Linked DNA regions of Hordeum vulgare: region 2 is linked to region 1. Evidence: chromatin contacts called from public Hi-C data. All regions are on one chromosome and are shown on one strand. The core of a region is the stretch at or near the end of the contact, and the rest is flanking DNA. Distances in the headings are between cores, read along the strand shown.

Region 1 (7,160 bases), core at 2,425-4,924:
ATTTAGGATCACAAAAGTTTCCTTTCTTTTAGGCGAATAAGGTAGTAGTAGAAACCACAGATAAGGAAAGACACTATTCTTTGTTCAATGAACAATGTATTGCAATGAATAGACAAAAAGAATATACTAGTAATACTCACATTGTTTCAGTGAAGACCAGGCTGCAGAAGCAGCATTTTTTTCAGCTTGCTTCTTATTCTTAGCATGATCACCTGTAAAGGTGATCCCCGCTAGCTCTACTGTACATGTGAAAACTGGCAGATGGCCAAGGCCAGACCGCTCTGTTGTATATGATGGCAACGGCGCCCCAACTCTCTGGGCTACTTCCTGTAGAAGGTTTTTGTAAACCCCTGTTTCATCCTGTTTAACATAAATGTACCACCAGAAGTAAGTAATGTAACAGATTAAGGAGTAGAAGTTGTGGATACATGACACTACTTGCAAGATCAAAGAGAAATCATGGAAACAGGTTAATAATGATTAAGAGACAATGATCAGCTAATGCTCTTTCATGAACAGAAGCAATAATACCACACAAAGAAGGAAGGCTTTCAGAATTAAAAAGGAAGATGACTTCTGAATTAAGACAATGCTGGCCTATCTAATACTTCAACAGCAATGATTACGGTTTATAAAAGTTTAATTAGGAAGTGGTCGTTGAGTTATCTATGGCTATTGGCTAATTAGACAGAGGCCGTTAACATGATGGAATATCTATTAATCTAACCAAGCAGCATGAGTAGTTTCCAAAACAACATAGATTATTCTTCATCTTCTAATGCAAAATGGCACACATTTAGAAGCGAGTTAAATAAAACGTAGACAGATTCTGGATACAAACCATCTGATAATAAAAGCAAACAATTCTCACAGATTAGTATTGAACAATTACTGATACAAATAGTAGCAATCCAGCCAGCATCTAAAAGACCGGAGGGTGAAGGTACTTGATCACGAAGCTCACTTAGACTAAGGAGTCCGGGTCACTTGAACTGTACAAATCTACCAATATAACATCAATGGACCTTGGGAGTATTTTTCTAAAGAAATTGTTAATGGTAACATTTTTAACTGTGTAGAAACAATGGCTCAATACTTGGCTGCAATCACCCTATCACTATTTACCATCGCTTTCGGAGTTTAAAGTCTTCGTGAAAGTTTTTAATGTTTTTATTTTCAATTGATGTCATAACCGTTTGTACAACAAATATTTGATTAACAATCATGCCTCGGTGGAATGGTAATACCAATTCCTTCCATAGTCCAAACTCTGAAAGGTCAAACCCTAAATGCAGTCAACAATGGGACCTGCCTAACATTTGACTAGCAATATTCCCAAATGGCAGTAAACGCAAGGGATGCACAATTCAGCAGAGCCAGACCCCCTCAGCCAAACAAATCCATGACTAGCATTTACAAGAAGTTTGGTCAGAAATACCATTGACCTTGTTTAGGGAGGGGGGGCACAATTGGGAACAAGCTGGTCTCGAACCAAATCACCAAAATTCCACAGAGCAATCTCTCCGTGTACGAAGGAACGCGTCGGCGGGTCGCACTCAGCCCGCACCAGGATCCTGCCTGCCTAAAAGGCAGGGGGCAAAGCGACGGCAGCCCGCACTAGCACCAGCAGGCAGCAGCGACGCCCACCCACGCCGTCCCTCCCTCCCTCCCTCCCTCCCAGAGATGAGACACAAAGAAGCGACCAAAGCACCCGCACTAGGCAACGGCGGCGCACCCATGGCTACCCTGAGTTGACCGCACGCACTCGGCGACACCAACGCCAACGCCGTAGTGGCCAGTAAAGATCGGCAACACACACACAATGCCCCCCCCCCCCCCCCCCTCGTTGTGGGCTGCGTGGGGGCCTGCCTGCCACTAAACCCCCCGGGCCCATCCGCATTGACCTGCGACGCCGGGTTAGGTGCGGGCGGCCTCCCATTCAATCCGGCCCACCCACCCCCACGCCCCTCGCCATTAATACACACCACTGTGAAGACCGAAACCTAATCTACGCCCACCCCCACGATAGAAAGTTTTGCTCGCCACTAATCTTATTAGTATCTCCTGCACGGCCGCTGATCCCAGTCGGCACTCGGCGCACACACGCCCCGTTCGCTGTCAGGTCAAACGAGCACATGCGTAGCCGTGTACCCGCCACTTTTCTTATTAGTACTACTCTATCGGTCGTAGCAGTATAACGTGTTCCCATGGCGTCTTCCCACCGCGCGTACCGGGAAGGCTAGTCATTACTGCAACTCGGCTTCCGCTCCGGGTCAGGTTCATACGGGCGGGATTTTACTCGGCCCCCATTAATGCGCCATTATTACTGCCCGGGTTTAGTTAATGTTAATCAGGGCTTACGAAGACTTTCTCGCGAGGGTCTGACGAATCCGGTGGAAAATCGTCCCGAGCGCCAACTCCTATGAGCAGAGCAGGGCTGGATTGTAAATTATTGGTGGGGATCCGTCGCCGTTACGTCGCGAGAGCACATTTAACGACGGATTAAAGAAATGGGGATCGATGGCCGATGGGCGGCTTGTCGTACCAATAAGTTAAAGCCACTTAATTGCGGTTATTAGTAGCACTGCATTATTACGTAGAGTGGGAGCTAGTATCTACAGTAATTTTTTCTCAAAAATCACTCCACTGTAGGAGTGAGGGAACAAATTACTTTGGCTAAATATACGTAGATGAATTTGGAAAATAGTAACTGAACTAGTACTTCATCGGCAACTTTTTGTGCGGGGATCCTCCTTTTGGGAAGGGAAAAATACGCTGAGATTTTTGACGCGGAACTTTTCATGCTGACTGCTCACTCCGAGTTCGGTCATGCCGCTGACGCGGCCCCGAGCCCCCAGTTCCAAACGAGACAAACCCTCGAAGCCACGACTAAGCAACTAATCTGATCGAACTAAAAAGACCATGGTAAACCATGTATTTGTGCAAGATTTCTGCGTAATCCCCTGCATTTCCCTGCGTGGAACTCATAAGCTAGTAGGAGTAGTACTAGTACATGGCTAATCAGCCACGCGAATTCCGGAATGAGTTGTGAGAACAATGGTGGCAGTAATAATTGTATGGAAGGATCAGCTAAATCCCTCCCTAGAGAAGCTCCCTTAAATTCAACCACGAACAGTTGCTAACGAGCAAAGGTTAAACTCGAGAAACGCCCAGAACAAATCGGAGCAAGAGGAACAGCTAGTAGAAGCTAGCGGATGGAGGGAGGGGGGAGAGGCGGGGAAGGGGTCTTACCAGGATGCGGGCGGCTAGGGAGTAAGATGGGCCGCGCCGAGCGAGCGCGGCGAGGGCGACCTCGGCGGCAGCATGCTCCGCCTGGCGGAGCGTCGTGAAGAACCCGGGACTCTCGAATTGCTCGCCGTTGAAGATGACCGCAGCTTTGAACCGCGGCGCGTGGTCCGGCCCCTCCCGCAGGCACGTGTACGCCGGCAGGTTGAAGCAGCTCCGCTGCGCCAGCTCCTGAAGCTGGTTCTTATACATCGCCGCGGACCGCCGTTCCTACCTACCCGGCCACCGCTCCCTTGAATCCCACCGCCGCTTCTAATGCCGGCCGCCGTGGCCGGAGATGTCAGCACCGAGAGATCTACCCTGAGGTGGAGGTGGAGCTGGAGCTGGAGGAGGAGGGGAGAAGTGTGGAGTGCTAGGAACGGAGAGGGGAGCCCGATTTTATATTTTTTTTTCTTTGGCTTTAGTTTTGGGATGGGTTTAATGCTAGTGCCCTGCAGTTATTAGCTTTGCTGGACCGGGAGGATGACAGCAGGACCCAGGACATTCTGCGCGTTTTTATTTTTCCCAACTTAGGGCTGAAAAATGGGCAAATCCGAATCTACTATTAAATGTCGCTGATTAATAGTAGTACAAAGTTGAACTAAATCTGCAATACTCTACTAAATCAGCAATATTTAATATGAACGGGAGGAAGTGTCAATTATCTCAAAAAATATTATCTTATCACGTCCTTATTTCGATCAAAAGTAAAAATAAAAGGAAACGGTTGTTCGTCCATACTATTTCTAATTAGCAAGAAATATATTTGTTGTTTTTCTTTTCTTTGATAACTATCTATAGTTTAGGAACACTAATTGTTTGATGGGAATATGTCATTCTTCACATAAAAGAGCGTCGACCCGCGGCATATCAACTTTTATGTCACACGGCAATTTTTTTTACTTTGTATAATTTGAAGAAGTTTAATGTCGGTACACTCCCATTACTAGGTTAGCTCGCTCAAAAAGATGAGAGTGCAAACCATGAGGCTAGTCATCTTTCTTGCTATAAATTTAAAGATGGAGAGGGCAAATTCAGGTTCTTGATTTATCTTGTCATAAAATTACATTGATTTTATATATTGAAAAAAATATAGCATAATTTTGTTGATGTGATGACATCTTTTCATAAACAACTAGCAGATTAGAATGATGAATATTTATTTTTCTCCTTGGTAACTATAAATAGTTTAAATCTTTCTTGACATATGGGAATGTTGAGTCACTGTGAGGCGAGTTAGTCAATACATATATTTCTTTCCCTTTGTTGTTTGGAGAGGTTTAAAGGTGGTGCCCTATAATTCGAGCTTTGTTGGACTTGAGGGAGAGGTACACTAGAGACCCAGTCCATTGATTTTAGAGATGGGAGATAGGCAAATTTGGGTTTATCATTTTACTATTCTGATTTTAGTAACTGGAAACAAAAGAAATGATGATCCATTATGTGACAACTATAACGATGTTTGAGAAGCAATGCGTGCATTTAAATGTTGGATGTTTTTATTTTCCCATGGTAACCATAAATGGATTAAAGAAGAAAGAAGCTTACTGCTAGATTGAAATATTGAGACATTCTTTGAGTGAGAGAGCGTTGAGAGGAGCATATCCACATGTCGAGCCAATATATTTTTTGTTTGCCTTTATATTTTGGAGTAACAAAGTTATTAGTATCTTGGCTTGACTGCACTCAAAAGTTGACAACAAAAACCCATGAATCCCTCATTTTATTGTTCTTTATTAAGATATGGGAGTTGGGCAATATTTACATTCATCATATGAAAATATTAATAATTTTTATTTTAGAGAAGCAAAATAATTATTATTTTAGTGATAGCAATAACATACTTGTGGAACACAACAAACAGGATGAATGGTGGATATTTTATTTCATTAGGTAACACTAAATGGTTTATAGATATATATTGCTAGATGGGAATATTAAGTTATTCTTTAATGATAAATATTAAGTTAATCTTTGGTGATAAATATTTATAAATGTTGGATATTCTATTATACTAGATAACATCAAATAGTTTATAAATGTCTATTGCAAGATGAGTAATGCGAGGGTGGTAAGGCGATAAATATTCCTTTGCCTTCATTTTCTCGTAAGGTTTAATGGCAGCGTCCCAAAGTTACTAACTTGGTTGGTCCAGGAGGATTACATCATAGACACAACACACTACTTGTGTTTTATTGCTCTAAATTTGAATATGGAAAATGTGCAAGTCACATCCTTCATTTATTATTATTTTATTATTTAATTTTTTGAATGAAAATATAAAAAATAGTGATGCATTATGTGAAAACAATAAAGATATTGTTTGAAATAATAAACATATTTGAAATTAAATATTTATTATTTGTAAGTGCATCTAGTGTCCTAGGGGGTTTGGATTATTAGTCAAAAAATTGTGAAGGGGCTCATGTGTTTGTGAGTATACACATGTGAAAGACCCCTAAAGACTTGGTTTAACATGAGAGTTATAACTTCTAAACATTATGGCGACAATAATATATTCAGAATGCATGTTCGATGAACAATTATCTTGCAATGACGAATATGAAGCGTAGTGAAGACTTTTCTTTTCTAGTTTAGTTTTAAAAAAATAGTCTTGAGGCAAACTGTACTATTAAGGGGGGCTAAGTGAAAGTTGAGATTTATGTCTATGGTGTGTGCTCGATACAAACCTATCTCATCGAGTGAAGACATGGAAATCAATTTTGATAAGATAGTTTTTTGTCATATCCAAGATGATATTCTTCAAGACATCGAAGAGATTTTTTTTACTAATTGAGTCGATTGACTTGTTCTACAAGTCTAGTCACTCGTTGTGTTTTAAATCCATCATTTTCACCATGTGTCATGTGTACATTTGTTGTCACATGCCTCCAAGAGTCATAACATCCCTCGAGATTGCTCCTAACTATAAATAGCCACCCCAATTCAACCTTAACTTGTGAAAGGACGTGGATGTCGCCTAGAGGGGGGTGAATAGGCGCTTTAAAATAATTACGGTTTAGGCTTGAACAAATGCGGAATAAAACTAACGTTTAATTTGTCAAGCACAAAACCTAAAACAACTAGGCTCAACTATGTGCACCAATAACTTATGCTCAGCAAGATAAACAACTAGGTGATAGCAAGATATATAAAAGAAACAATATGGCTATCACAAGGTAAAGTGCATAAGTAAAGGGTTCGGGTAAGATATAACCGAGGCACGCGGAGACGATGATGTATCCCGAAGTTCACACCCTTGCGGATGCTAATCTCCGTTGGAGCGGTGTGGAGGCACAATGCTCCCCAAGATGACACTAAGGCCACCGTAATCTCCTCACGCCCTCGCACAATGCAAGATGTCGTGATTCCACTAAGAGACCCTTGAGGGAGGTCACCGAACCCGTACAAACAAGGTTGGGGCAATCTCCACAACTTAATTGGAGGCTCCCAACAACACCACAAAGCTTCACCACAATGGCATATGGCTTCGAGGTGACCACAAATGCTCGGGGCAATCTCCACAACTTAATTGGAGACCCCGACACTTGCCCGGAGCTTTACACCACAATGATTGAGCTCCGAGGCACCACTAAGCTTCTAGGGGTACCAAGTACCCAAAGGTAATAAGCTTCTCAACTTCTCACTTCCACGTATCACCGTGGAGAACTCAAACCGATGCACCAAATGCAATGGCAAGGGCACACGGAGTGCCCAAATCCTTCTCTCCCAAATCCCACCAAAGCAACTAATGCTAGGGAGGAAAATGAGAGGAAGAATGAAGAAGAACACGAAGAACTCCAAGATCTAGACCCAATGGGTTCCCCTCACTTAGAGGAGAAAGTGATTGGTGGAAATGTGGATCTAGATCTCCT
Region 2 (7,160 bases), core at 2,311-4,810, 200 kb after region 1:
TCTGGTCTACGGGTCCGAGGCATTCGTCCCAATAGATATCGAGTTTGAGTCGCCTCGAGTGACGCTCTACACGGAGGCAGAAGCCAATGAAGCAAGGGAAGACGACGTCGGCTTACTTGAGGAGGCACACCTACTGGCGTTGAGCCGATTGTCAATTTACCAGCAGAAGCTGCGACATTACCACACCAAGAAAATTTGACCTCTCACTATTCGCGAGGGTGACCTAGTGCTCGGACTGGTCCAGCAGACAGCTGGCCAACACAAGATGGCCTCATCATGGGAAGGCCCCTTCATCGTCAGCAAGTCGCTGCACAACAACGCATACTACCTCATAGATGCCCAGAAGCCGCAGAAGCGCAAGAGAGATGCCTCCAGCAAGGAAACGGAGCGCCCATTGAACGTGACACTCCTCCGCCTGTTTTACAACTAAACCAGTGTATGTATGTATCCCCCACCTTTCAGGCTTTATGAATGTAGTACGTACCATGAGCCAGACTCGGGGGCTACCTTTTCATTGTCCCTCTGGAGTGCCTTCCTGTCTTTCTTTTTTCCGGTACTCGGGTTCGGCTCCCCGGACCCGGGGGCTAGCCGGCCAGTCCGAGCCTAGCCCTCCTCAAAGGGGCCAAGTTGTGTGCGAGACGCCGAAACCACTCTTCGCTCCAGCTATGGCCTGGCTCCCGGTTGTCCGGCTCGCAAGAGTCGGATGTCGAAAGCACTCGCACATAAAAATCACCTAAGGGAGGACAGCCGGCTCGGGCTCTCTGGGTCCTCTCCAGCCGGACCGTGTCACACTTGTCCTAGCTCGAATCCCTCGATCCCAAGTACTATGAAGTTTTCCCCGAAGGCCGAGGGCCCGTCCCAGTCACAGACTAGGTCCCGGCTGTCTGGTTGGTGGGACCAAAGCCACAAGAGGAAGGGCACAAAAAAATATAAGGGGAGGAAAGCAACGGGCGAGTCGGCACGTAATGGTTGTTCAAGAAAATGCATGCATATATTAGAATGAAGGAACAGGCACGCGACCATGATGTTTATAAAAATGAAAAAGTTAAACACCTAGTGGGTGAGTACTAACAAAATTAGGAAAAAGAAGGCGTCTCTAGATGGTGGAGGCGTCGTTTGCTCTGGCAATGGCACCAATGTCCGCCTCCTCGGTGTCGGCATACACACTGGCACTGGAGCCGGTATCCTCGTCGTCCATATCGCTGGCGCTGCCCTCCGGGTCGCTGAGGGCCAATGCATAGTCATGTTCCAGGAGCGATGCGCCGTTAGCGTATCCTTGTTTGTCTAGTCTCACAAGCGATAGGGAGAAGGGAACTCACTGGCTGGCTCGGAGTCGCCGGCTCCCGATCCTCCATAGGGGTCATCCTCGCCCTCCGACTCCATGCCACCAGCTCATCGCCTGTCGGCTCCTCGCCAGCCGTCTCTCGCTCGTTGGCTCCAAGTTCTCATAGTCATCTGGATCCACGATGTCCGAATCCTCCCTATCGGCCGCCGACCGCCCATAGTTCTTCAATTCCGCAAACATCTGCGACCCATCCGGGTCGTGAGTTAGTCGGAGTCAGCGACACGAAGCAAGGGCAAAAGGAGACGGTGTGTCGCGTACCTCAGGCGGCGGATGTATCCAGTTGTAAGGGGCCTTGCCCCAATTCCACCCACCACCTCTAGCCGGGCGGTGGTGATCAGGTTCACTAGCCTCGCAATGGACACCAACTTCAACTATTTGGTGGAGAACCGAAACGGGCCGTGCCTGCCCGACATGATGCAGATGCGGTGCGGCTGGCGCTGCTAAGGCAGGATTCGGCGTGCCACCATGGTGGTTATGAGGTCAATGGCCTTAAGGCCCTCCGTGCCGGTCATCTCGTGGAGCCGATCGACCGCCCGGTTCACCACCTCGACGGCTTGCTGTGGATTCTCCCCCAGTGTAGTCGTGAAGTCGGCGACCGGTTGTTGAAGGGGGGCTGGTTGATGAGGTCCAATGCCGGGTCCACATACTTCATGTAGAAGAACGAGCGCTGCTAGTTCTTCACCGACTTTTGAAGCGGAAGCTTGGGGAAGCCGGTTCTGAGCCGGTTGTAGACGAGGGACGCCCCACAAGTGGTCATCTTCTTCGTCCCTCTCGCTTGTGCTCCACCATGTGCTTCTTGAGGTAAAAGAGCCACCACCAGAGGTCGAGCCGTCGCTCGACCCCGAAATATCCCTCAAAAAGCGCGATGAAGGTGGCAAGGTGCAGGATGGACTTGGCCCTAAGGTGGTGGGGCTACATCCCGAACTTGGCGAGGAACCTGTAACAGCCCAGAACCGACGCCCGAGAAGATTCCTCTTTTATTCCGTTGTCACCTTCTTAATTATTTGTTTGTCGCATTCATCATCGCATCATGCACATCATCTGCATTGCATCGACACATTGTTGTCGTCAGTTTTCAAAACTTGCATCAGTTATTAGTTGACGGTTCTCTCCGTTTTTGTCATTGAGCGATTTTAGTCCAGCCACACACGCACGCGCCCGCGGCGCTGGTAAAATATTGTTTCTAAAAGAGTGTATAAATATTCTCGGATTGGGTTGAAACTTGACGTGCGGTCTTATTGTAAGGTAGGTAGGCCGCTTGCCAAATTTCACCGCAATCGAAATTCGTTTGATACCCGAACAATAGAACGTAGCGGAATCGTTGTCGGTTTAATTCCCGGACGTTTTCGCGTTTAAAACTCCTCCATGGGCTACAAACTTCCCTCTCATCCCCAGTTAGCCCAACTACACAACCCACTAGACCCACCTAGCCACTCGCTCCATTCGTGGTCGTCGGATCGTGATCGGACGGACGAGGTCCATCCCACCATAGACCATTCGCTATATAAGCCCACCTTGTGGAGAGAGCTCTCTCACCCACTAGGGTTCCCCCTAGCCAAAATTGCAGCCACCCCCTAGAAAACCTCACCTGCAAACCAAACCCTCCAAATCCCGTAGCCCTAGCCTCCCCAGCCTTTTTCAGCCATCAGATCTGAGATCTCGGGCTCATATCGTCCAGAAAACCCCACCTAGCGGACATGTCCGCGGTCAAACCGGACACGTCCGGCAACCACACAACCCCGTCCGCCCTGAGCTCCCAAGCAGCCCACGCCCGAGTTACCGTCGCGCTGCACCTTGCGCCCCCGCCGCCTCACCGACCACCGGCCTTGCAGCGCCTCCATAGCTCCGCTGCCACTGTCCTTGAACGCCTGCCTGAGCGCCGAGCCGCCTCCTGCAGACCATGCCCGGTGCCGTCGCTGCGCCGGACCGCCTCCGTGTCATTGCCACGCCGGGGCGAGCTCCGTGCCAAACATCCGCCGCCGCCAACCGCCAGATCCATCGGATCTTGGCGTCCTCGCCCTGTCCCAGACCCATGTGCCCCGCCTGCCCCTCGCCGCTGGGCACCCGAGCCGCTCGCCGGAGTGTGCCGCCGCCACGGCCTGCTCGTGAGGAGCACGAACAAGCGCTCGCCTGGCCACTGACCTGACCTGGGCCGGCTCCCTCCCACGTGGGCTGCCCCAACATGCGACCTAGCCACTGTCCAGGCCGGCCCAGCTCACACTTGGGCGCCGCGGCCCAGTTCGCCTCCTCCCCAACTGGCCTCCGCTTGGGCCCAAACCCCGTGGGTGACCAACTCCTTTTTGCCCTTATTCCTTGCTCGTGCAGATTTTAATTATCTAGCGCTCTAGCATGTTTCGTCCCAATAGTCAGTTTCGGCCCGTTGTATTTTTTTCGCGTTCTGCGATTTTTCTATTAACCTAGGAATTTCAGATTTCCAGAAAATGTGCATAGCTTAAAATGCTAATAACTTTCAACCGTGCACCGGATTGAAATAATTTAGATATGTAAACTATGTAGAATTTTGTGTAGATAAATTGTATCAAACTTTCATCCATATTTAAAACCGTTTAACATGGTGTTTGCATAGATTTGTGTAATGCCATATTAAAATGGTTTAATTCATAACTAATTAACCGTGCACTGGATTAAAATGATTTTAACATGTAAAATGCTTAGAATTCTCTATAGTTTTACAATTACCAACTTGCGTCCATGGTAAAAATGATTAACTTGCTGTTTCATTTAATTTTCTTTAAATGCCATGCTAAAACGGTTCAATTCATAGTTAAATAATCGTAGCTCTGAATTAAGTAAATGATATATGCATCTTGGCCAAAAAAATGTGTAGAATAACATGGCGGAAATTATTCTCCTGTTTCCCAACTCTAAAATTGTGTTGTAGGAAGAACAGTACCGAAACTGTAATTTGCATATAGGGAATTTCCGGAATTGTTATTCGTTGTTCCGCCCTCATTTAATATTGCTTAGAATACCATGTAGCTTCATAATATCTTGTTACATCCGTGAAGAACATGTTGTGGCTGTCATTTGCATGCATGTTGTATCCATGGCATATAATCTTGTGTTGATCATATTTTTTATACCGTAGCTCCATTTTAAATAATCTCTATATGTAAATCAACTAGAATGACGTGTAGAATCACATGAACCACTTTATTCTGTTGTTTAACAAATAGTAAAATGTGTTAGTTCATATCTGAACCAATTTAGAAATTAACATCTGGAGTCATTTTGGAAATACTATATGTTGTTTCCGACCTCATTTAATATGCCTAGATAGGTAGTTTAATTATGCTTCACGTCTTGCCATGTTTAAACAACATTTTATATTTTCGTATACCTAAACGAGAGTGACCTAAATATTTGAATGTGGGGTTTCGTCAATATGCAACTCGTTGCATATTGAGCTTCACTTAATCTGTAGTGTTTGAATGTTGTGAATTGCCATGTCGTGCCTTGTATAATTAAACCGTACATGCATGATATTTGTTTGCACATCATGTCGTGCATATTTTGTGGTGTTATTGTGTGTTGATTGTTGTTCCGGATTGTTTCTTCCCGGTAGAGTTCCGAACCCCTTCGGAGTGTGAGGGTCCGTTCGACTACGTTGGTTCATCTGCTTCACGGATTTGTTCTTCTTGCAAGCGGGATCACATGCAAGATGATCATTCCCCTAGATACCATTACTACCATCGCCATGCTAGTTGTCTCATTTCTTTCGCCATGTATCGCTGCCTACCACTTAAATGTCACCATCCCAACATTGCCATAAAACCTCTAACCCCTCCACAACCGAGCAAAACCTTGTTTAACCATGTTACCGCTTGCTCAACCTTTTGATAGCATTGCTAGTTGCAGGTGTGGTTACTTCCATGTGAAAACATGGGTTCCTTGTTATATCACCATATTAGTTGCTATTTAATTTAATGCACCTATATACTTGGTAAAAGGTGGAAGGCTCGGACTTCTAGCATGGTGTTTTAATTGTTCCATCTTTGCCACCCTAGTTACTTGTGAACCGGTGTTATATTCCATAATTGAACGCTCCTAACATGCATGGGGTGTTACGGGGACCCCCTTGAAAATTCGTCTTAGTTTAAAACTCGTCTAGCAAGGCCCAACTTTAGCACTACATTTGCCTAATAACCTAATACAATTGCATAGGGACTTTACGGACCCCATGGATAATTAATCAACAACCCCGGCCAGTGCTCCTCATGAGTGTTGGTACAAACTAGAGCACGATGCGGGGCCGACCCAGGGCAACTCAAGAGATGTCTATCATGCCACCATACGCTTAGCTCATCTCTCATGTCTAGAGAACGAGATACGCAGCTCCTATCGGGTTCGTCGACACGTCGGGCGTCCTTGCTGGACTTGTTTTATCTTTTACAAAATATCTCGTGCGAGGGATTCCGAGGATCCTTTGGGATATCTTGAGGTTGAGGTTTTCCAATAGGAACCCGAGTAGATCACGGGTTTTCCATGGATGAGGATTATTCCGATGTAGCATGTGGTAGTCTATGATGGACTAGTTGGAGCACCCGTGCAGGGATAAATCTTTCGAAAAGCCGTGCCCACGGTTATGTGGCAACTTGGAAACTTTGTTTGACACCCAGTCATAGCAAACCTGAAGTAAACTTAATTAAAACTTGTCGACGATGTGATTAACCATGACTGTCTCTTTCGTGAGCTCCTTCTTCGAATGAGGACACGGTGGGGTTATGTCTGACATAAGTAAGTGTTCACGATCATTCATTTGATCATTATTAGTTCACGTCCGCTATGCGTAGATCATCCCCGTTTTATTCTTGTATTCGTAAGTTAGCCACCTCAAATAAAATGCTTAGTTGGTTGATGCAGCCTCACCACTTAACGATACCTCACCCATTAAGCTTTGCCAGTCTTCATACCTTTGGAACTAAGATTTATGAGTCCTCTGTAGCTCACAAATTACTACAACAGTAATTGCAAGTACAGGTAATGCAATACTTTGACGTGAGTGTGATGATTGTACTCATCTCTTCCATATACTCATCTCTTTAGTACATGTACTTGTAACGATATCCATTCTTGCAAAATGACGAGATGCGCTTCTATCCCTGTCGAGGCTCTCGTGCCAAAAATAAGGATAGGATCGCATCTTGGGCATTACAGAACCGCCAAAAAAATGTTCTCGATGGCAGATCGAACCCACAAATGAAGTGCTCGTAAAAGACCATCACTTCACCTTCCCGGGGCGCTCGGACGCTCTCAGCCCCGGGAACCCGTTCCTCCATGGCGCCTTGTATCGACAACTGGCAGCAAAGGCGGAGGTACTCGATGTGGTCCTTTCTGAATTCGTTGGTGTCCCACGCCCCTTACTGCCCATCGGTTGGCTCGGGGTGAGCTTGGGCACGACAGTTGTGCGGACGAAACGGACGAAGTTCCCTAGCACGGGCGATGGTGTCACGGGCGATGTCCACTCGTCTCCTCTCTCTCTCTCTCTCTCTCTCTCTCGGGCACAGTAGGAAAGGCGAGGGGCGGGGGCAATGAGGGCCGAATGCCTGCTCCACGCCCCTCCTCTTCTTTTAAATCCTCGTGTCATGAGTGGTGTGTTGATCGGATGCTAACGATCTCCACTCTCCCCGCTTAGTGCAGGTGCATTAATGCTTTCGGGAGGACCGACGGGCAGCCTCGTCGGTCGCAGCTGATCCCGTGCACGGGCTAAGGCCGAGGCTGGGCTGGCCCCCGTTCCGAGCCCCATCCCATCACCCACGCGGTTCGTTTTAGCTGGGCCTGGGGCGCTCTTCAA

Evidence for each region. Hi-C and Micro-C count contacts between places; a contact is called where the count stands out from the background.
Region 2: a Hi-C map of leaf shows a contact between it and region 1, with 4 times the contacts expected there. The contact joins the enhancer-like site here to the promoter of LOC123431313 in region 1. A contact is called at or near these places in 3 of 6 Hi-C or Micro-C datasets (leaf and seedling).

What each region holds. Positions count from the first base shown.
Region 1 is chr1H:285,091,639-285,098,798 of MorexV3_pseudomolecules_assembly, forward strand. It overlaps LOC123431313 (double-stranded RNA-binding protein 6), which reads right to left and starts at 3,675. Exons shown (of 3, transcript XM_045115138.1): 1 at 3,253-3,675; 2 at 141-360. The coding sequence starts at 3,498.
Region 2 is chr1H:285,289,746-285,296,905 of MorexV3_pseudomolecules_assembly, forward strand. No RefSeq gene overlaps it. Among protein-coding and RNA genes, the nearest start is that of LOC123431313, 200 kb to the left of the region's middle. Within about 2 kb of position 3,561, at least 3 of the 3 cell types and tissues checked have open chromatin away from gene starts, as enhancers often do. A contact at or near this core is called in leaf and seedling, where this site is marked.